Linked DNA regions of Sus scrofa: region 2 is linked to region 1. A link is a contact called in public HiChIP or PLAC-seq data. All regions are on one chromosome and are shown on one strand. Each heading gives the region's core, a stretch centred on a gene start, on an enhancer-like site or on the middle of the called end of the contact. The rest is flanking DNA. Distances are from core to core; before and after follow the strand shown. Region 1 has its middle 22 kb from the start of RCBTB2. Region 2 holds the start of LPAR6 (lysophosphatidic acid receptor 6).

Region 1 (3,526 bases), core at 308-2,807:
CTGTGTCTGGTCATCTCTTTGATACTTGTATTCTTCCCGCCCCCACTTTTGGCTGCCCTGAGGCATGTGGAGTTCACGGGCCAGGGATCAGATCCAAGCCACAGTCATGTTCTAAGCTGCAGCTGCAGCAGCACTGCATCCCTACCCACTGTGCTGGGCTGGGGATTCGAACCTGTGACCCAATGCTCCCAAAACGCTACTGATCCCACTGTACCACAGTGGGAACTCTGATATTGTATTCTTTTTTCCTTTTTTGGTCTTTAGGTCTGAACCTGCAGCACATGGAGTTTCCCAGGCTAGGGGTCCAATCAGAGCTGTAGCTGCCGGCCTACATCACAGCCACAGCAACACGGGATCCAAACTGTGTCTGTGACCTACATGCCAGCTCACAGCAATGCCGGATCCTTAACCCACTGAGCAAGGCCAGGGATTGAACCTCTGTCCTCATGGATGCTAGTCAGATTCATTTCCACTGAGCCACGAGAGGAATGCCCCAATGTGGTATTCTTTAGAACTCTTTCTGAGACATACAATTCCTCTGGGGAAGGGGTGTATGGGGCTGACATTTTTTTCCTTTTCAGCTAGTTTGTCACAAGCTTCAAAACCATTATCATCCCAAGGGTCACCAAGCCTCCTGAGATCTGAGTCACCAAGGAAGTGCCTGGAGGATGGGCTCCTGGACTCCTGGGCAAGTGGGGAGCATGTGTTATCCTGGGCAGAGCCTGGCCCAGCTGCTCCTGAGGCTTAGGATATAGGTTTTAATCTCGAAAGTTCCCTCCTGAGAGCCTTAGATGCTGTCACTCTGGCAGCTCTGGGGCTGATCCTCTGGAACACACATTGGGGGTGAAGAGAGGCAAGTAAGAATCCTGTGGACCGTGGATGATAGTGTCTTCTGCTCCCTCCTTCCTCTCACCCTCTTGACTTGGAGAACCCCCTCGCAACAGCTCCATGTGAAGGTGGGCTAGGGCTGAGTTTTCCAGCTAACAGTAAACTGGAGGGAGCTTTCCAATAACTTTTCAGCTCACCGGTTTCTTGGTCACTTTCTTCAGTACCAGGATGACAGCATTGTTAGACAGCACCTGTGTGTAATAAACACTGCCTTTCTTTTCCTTGGGTCTTAGTCTGTTCTGGCTGCTGTAACAAAAATACCCAGACTGCATGGCTTACACAACAGAATTGTGTTTTTCACAGCTCTGAAAGCTGGGACGTTCAAGACCAAAGTACCGGTAAATTCAGTGTCTGGCGAGGGCTTGCTTCCTGGTTCATAGACGGTTGTCGTCTTGCTGTGTCCTCACGTGGTAGGAGGGGTGAGGAAGCTCTCTGGGGTCTCTTTCACAAGGGCACTAAGCTCGTTCAGGAAGACTCTCCTCTCATGACCATGCAAGAAAAACACCATCTCCCAAAAGCCCCACTTCTTAAATCCATCACAATGAAGGTTAGAATTTCAACAGAGGAATGTTTGGAGGACATAAATATTCAGCCCATTGCATTTGGTGTTATCATCTGGAAATAGGAAGCCAGTGGTTTAGTCTGGAATAAGCCAGTGCCTGAGTAAGTCAGCTTACCAGTGGGTCAGGCTCATAACCAGCCTACATGAAATGAAGAAGTAGGGCACAGCCAAGGCCATGATATCCCGCAGGGTGGACACTTGTCTCTATTAACCATAGACTGAGTATGTCTGTATTAATTTGGCCAACTGCCCAGCCCTTGCCATTCACGTCTCAGTCTGATTTCCCTTTATGGAAGGACCCACGCTAGTGTGTAATACACATGGTAAACTCAGCGAGAGCTGCAGGCTGTTTTGTATGCTCAGGCAGATGTCACATGAACATGGGCATTTAATCAGTAACTCTGCCTTTGGTGGGGGGTGATGACAGATTCTTTCCTGGCAGGATATACAGTTCCTGATAGAGTAAGCCTTCTATTTTTTCAGTTAATTGTGTGTTTAAATATATTTATATCTAACATTCTATACATAGCACACACCCATATATATATACACAGACAGACAGACACAGGCATACATGTAAGTACTTTGAGATGCTCCCAATTTTAGAAGACACAAGAGGGCTGGTAGTAGAAAGCAATCTTGTGGTTTTTATTGTTGTAGATGATATTGTAACTTTCAGTCCCTTGAACATAGCAGGTCCCTTGACACTGACATTCTGTTTGGGCCGAGCCCAGGTGCAGGCAAAGTGGGCAGAAGGGCTGAGTGGCACCTGTGGTGCTCCTTTCACACCTGCCCAGCTGTCTCAGCCACAGACCCCACCCTCTGGAAAAGCCACTTCCCACCCCTGTCCCTAATGCTGGAATTCCTTCTACCAGGAGCAAACCGTTCTATTTCAGTTCCAATTAAACAAGTATTCAAAGGCCCTAGTGGAGACAACCAACACAAGTTCAAACTTGCCTGAAGGCAGTTTTTATATCCAAAAACAAAAGTGTAGCCACTTACTGGGGATGGGAGGGGGGCATCACAGGGAGAGCACACATTGTTTGAAACAGGAATTGGGATTTTCAAAGTCAAAAACCATTAGTTCATGCTTTTTCTTTTAACCTCATCTTCCTTCTCTGACGCAACTCTGAAAAAGCGTTCAGTGCCTGACACAGCCAGGGTCAATGGGAGCTGTGCATTATTTTCCTACATATTTCACCTGTGCTTTAAGTGTAACCATTTATTCAAGACCAGCCAATAATTAACTGGCTATAAGGAAATCACATGATTTTCTTAGTGAAATGGCATCAGAAAATAATTTCCTGGAATCACTGACAACTGTAAACAGCTATAGCCACGTTCAGGCCATTGCGTGTCAGCCAGTGCCAAGGTCCTTTTTAATTACAGACGGTGCCTGCCCTTTCTGGGCACTGCTAGCTCAAGCCATCTGAGTGAGGTGGGCTTTTAGGGACATGGGTGAGCCTTGCCTGGGAGTCTTGTGACACCCAGTTGTCTTGCATGTTTAACCAAAAGCTTTCCTGGAGCTGGAAGTAGCATGACTGTCCAACCATCAAACATTTATTTGAGCACTCAGTACTGGGCACTGTCAGGCTCTGGAAATCAAAAAATTGGCCAAAATAAATAAATGAATAAAAAAGGCAAAAAAAAATTAAAATAAAACTATTGTTTCAACTCTGGAGAAATGTGCCTTTTCACACAGGGATTTTGGTTTTGATCAAACAGCTACTCCCTACTCAAGTCCACAAATGCTAAAGCTCATTATTCTAATGGAAATTGTCTGAAGGCAAACCAGGAAATGGCCTAGAAAGAACGGGTGCGCGCGCATCCTTTTCAGCCTGTTAACGTTTTGCCAATGCTGCCCCCTGCAGGTCAAAGGTAGAACCTCAGCTCAGCAGTTTGTACCAACTCCCCCACACCCACTAGTGATAAAGAAGTGGAAGGTCCAGGGATCCCCAGACTTCGCTCGTAACCTCCTGCAGATAGTTTCGAACAATCATTCCCCCCTCACATTTTAAAGCTGACATCTGGATTTGTATCATCAATTTCACGTGTAAAGGATGAACTTTCCCACAC
Region 2 (3,526 bases), core at 619-3,118, 160 kb before region 1:
CATTTCTCAGGGAGTTTGCTTTTCTTTCCTTTCTTTTTTATTCTTTCTCTCTTTTTGGTAGTAGTTGAGAGAGGAAAAAAATCAGTATGTGTTTAGGATAGGACTTTTTTAAAACTGAAATTTGTAGGTGTACTTCTAAATTGAAATTGTTGGTGATATCTTAATATAGCATTAAAAAGAAACTGTTTAATGACTGTAAAAGAGAGAAATTTAGTTATAAAAAGGATTTGAGTTGAGAGACCAAATTTTGCACTCTTGGCTTCTGTTTTCCACAGTTGCTCCTCAAGATTTAATTTGTTTTAATTGCCATGATTGTGTGTGGCTCCAATCCTGGATCTCTTCACTTTTCGATTAACAATTTTCTAACATCCTTTCCTCGTTCTCATAAAATTAAATTAAAATTTTATAGCACTTTTAATTTTTTAATTACCACTTTTACCAAAGAATAAATTTGAAAATGTTTATGTTTGGCATAGTTTTAATTTTACAGAATGAAATTGTATCTTTTTAAACAAAATATTTTCCCCTAAATTGATTGAAATAAATTTTGTAAAATAAAAGTTACACTACTTGGCTAAATTTTAGGTTCCTGATTTTAATTCCCCCCGCCCTCACCTACTCCTCCTAATAATTTGACATTAATTATATATTGGAATGTAGGTCAGATTTTGTTTTCATTTAAAAGCTCATGTGAGTGGTTTCTCTGTGTTTAAAGTAGACTCATTTTTTAAAGCCCAAAGAAATTAGAAGGAAGTATGTGTGAGAAAGGGGTAGTTGAATGTAGATAGTATTTCCTCAAGGATTATGTTTTTTCTTATTCTAAATTACCATTTTTTTCAGAAAAGACTATAGTTTGGTTTAATGTTACTATTTTCTAGCTTGGTTCCATTTGAGCTGAAACTATTCCTTGCAGGTATCAATTAAGGAAATTTGGTGAATTTAAGAGCACTTTATTTTTCTTTCTCAGTTACTTAACTAATTTAAAACTGATATTTTAGGAGTTCCCATCATGGTGCAGTGGAAACGAATCTGACTAGGAACCATGAGGTTGCAAGTTTGGTCCCTGGCCTCATCTGTGACCTATACCACAGCTCATGGCAATGCCAGATCCTTAACCTACTGAGCAAGGCCAGAGATCCAACTGCATCCTCATGGATACTAGTCAGATTGTTTTCTGCTAAGCCATGACAGGAACTCCTCTGTTTTTTTTTTTCGAATTGGTTATTTCTAGCCTTGATGATAGTATCAGTTTTATTTTGTCCCTTCTTTATTCTCTCTGCTGTCTTTTTACTAACCCTGTCACTTTTATCTATGTGGTGGTTATAGTATCTTGTCTTATTTCTGGTCCTACCCTCTTTCAATTTCCCCTGCCAGACAGTCACAAATCAAGTCACAAATGATCAACTAAGTATTTATTTATACGCTCTTGCTTCCAAAAAGAATTTAAAGCAGATTATACTTTTAAAACTGTCAAACTGATGAAACTAAATATTTAAGATTTTAGAATTTTATTATATGAAATTATACCTACATTTTAAAAGTTAAAAAGAAAGTGTGGAACAGTTAATATTTTTAGATGTGAGAAATGTGCGAGATATTATTCTAAACATTACTCATATCCATTCTAAAAATCACGCATTTTTAATGTAATACATGTTTGCAAAAAGCAAAAAATAAAAACCTGTGACGATTACACATTAAAAAAGCTTTTCCTCTACAAAAGACCTTTCCTTTCCAAAACACAAGTAAGATACCATGTCTTTTTATTATAAAATTAATCAAGGAGGAATTTTCACAACTGTAAAGTATTCTCTCATTAAAGGTTTTGATGGCCATAATTGGAGTTGTACTTAACATTGAGAATATGAGATAATGTAAAAAAAAAAAAAATTTGAATGAGAGTGTAGTGAAATAACTATGTTCACATTTAAAACAAAGTGTGGAACAGTGAAATTTTAAAATAGAAGAACAGTGTTCTGAATTTATTTTATTCATTTTGAAAGCAGCACACGTTTGCCCTGATGAGAAGTGATTCTTCAGGGTCTTTTTCCATCTCAAATTTATAGCTATGGACGTTCCCATCGTGGCGCAGTGGGAACAAATCTGACTAGGAACCATGAGGTTGTGGGTTCGATCCCTGGCCTCGCTCAGTGGGTTAAGGATCCGGCGTTGCTGTGAGCTGTGTGTAGGTCGCAGACACGGTTGGGATCTGACATTGCTGTGGCTCTGGTGTAGGCTGGCAGCAATAGCTCTAATTAGACCCCTAGCCTGGGAACCTCCATATGCCATGGGTGCAGCCCTATAAAGACAAAAGACCAAAAAAAAAAAAAAAAAAAAAAATTACAGCTATGAAAAAAGCCGGAGTTGGAGTTCTCTTGTGGTGCAGTGGATTAAGGATGTAGCATTGTCACTGCAGCAGCTTGGGTCACTGCTTGGGTGTGGCTTTGATCCCTGCCCCTGGGAACTTCCACACATCATGGATGTGGCAAAAAAAAAAAAAGCCAAAATCTTCTCGTTTTAGATTCTTCTGAAGCCTGTTACAGTAATTTTTTTCTTTTAAAAAATTATTTTTTTATTTATGTATAGTTGATTTACAGTGCTGTATGATAAATTTTCTATTTAAGTTTAGAAACAAAACTTTCTCAGTTTGAGAATAGAACATGTATAATTTATATTGATAGAATATATTTATTTTATGTCCAAATATCTTTTAACCTAATAGGAAAATTTATTAAATTGTAGACAAATTTAGTATTACTAAATGGGGATCATTACCGTTCTGTCATTACCTAAAAGTGATTTACCTTTTTGTCATTACTGCAAATGCAACTCTTTACTAGAGCCTGAGTTCGGGGGGTTGAACCAGCTGGTGGGGTTGGGTGGGAGTAGAAGAAGAAAGATTTCAAAGGTAATGTATGATGATTTATAGCAAAGTAAAAGCAGACAAGAATGGTGATTGAAGCAGCTTCAAGCAAAGAGGTAAAGGAAGTGCAGAGGAGCAGGAAGGCTGTGGTGGTGTAAGACCTAGAACTTGAGGGAGGGTATTCATCACTTCCAGCACTTCCCTTGTCCCTTCCTCCTTTTTTCCTGTCTCTGCCTGCTTCCTGCTCCTTCATCTGCCCCTCTTAAAATCTTACTTCATTTTTGTGTGGAGGAGACCTCCCAATCTCATCAGTTCCTTTTTTGTACTTCTTCAGACCTTGTTAAAATGTCTGGCTTTTAGGACATACAATCCGGTTAGGAGTAGAAAACAAAGAAATAATTGCAGTGTAGAGTGTAACAGTAGATGTTTGTACAACATGGAGATAAGGGCCTCCAGAGGAGATAATGTCTAGAGAAAGCTAGCCTTTAAAGCTGGATCAAAGTTTGGAATTTCTAATCTTGAGGGCGAAAGCCATGCCTGGTAATAATGTCTTAGTATAGTCCCATTAATATAGTCAGTCAGGCCTTTACCAGAAACACAGAAAATGACTTGAGTGACTGTTTTCTCAGTTCTCAGAAGGATGCTGCATAACTAGTTTCACTC

Evidence for each region. HiChIP or PLAC-seq counts read pairs in DNA pulled down with a chosen protein or histone mark.
Region 2: a contact with region 1 is called in an H3K27ac HiChIP or PLAC-seq map of alveolar macrophages. The contact joins the promoter of LPAR6 here to the enhancer-like site in region 1. A contact is called at or near these places in 3 of 5 promoter capture datasets (fetal liver and liver), 9 of 47 Hi-C or Micro-C datasets (adipocytes, alveolar macrophages, embryonic fibroblasts and 5 more) and 2 of 2 datasets of contacts at active chromatin or transcription factors (alveolar macrophages and skeletal muscle).

What each region holds. Positions count from the first base shown.
Region 1 is chr11:19,057,757-19,061,282 of Sscrofa11.1, reverse strand. No RefSeq gene overlaps it. Among named protein-coding and RNA genes, the nearest start is that of RCBTB2, 22 kb to the left of the region's middle. Within about 2 kb of position 1,557, at least 8 of the 83 cell types and tissues checked have an H3K27ac peak or open chromatin away from gene starts, as enhancers often do. A contact at or near this core is called in alveolar macrophages and fetal liver, where this site is marked.
Region 2 is chr11:19,214,647-19,218,172 of Sscrofa11.1, reverse strand. It overlaps LPAR6 (lysophosphatidic acid receptor 6), which reads right to left and starts at 1,868. Exons shown (of 1, transcript XM_003482887.4): 1 at 1-1,868. The region is part of intron 17 of RB1 (RB transcriptional corepressor 1); the gene reads left to right.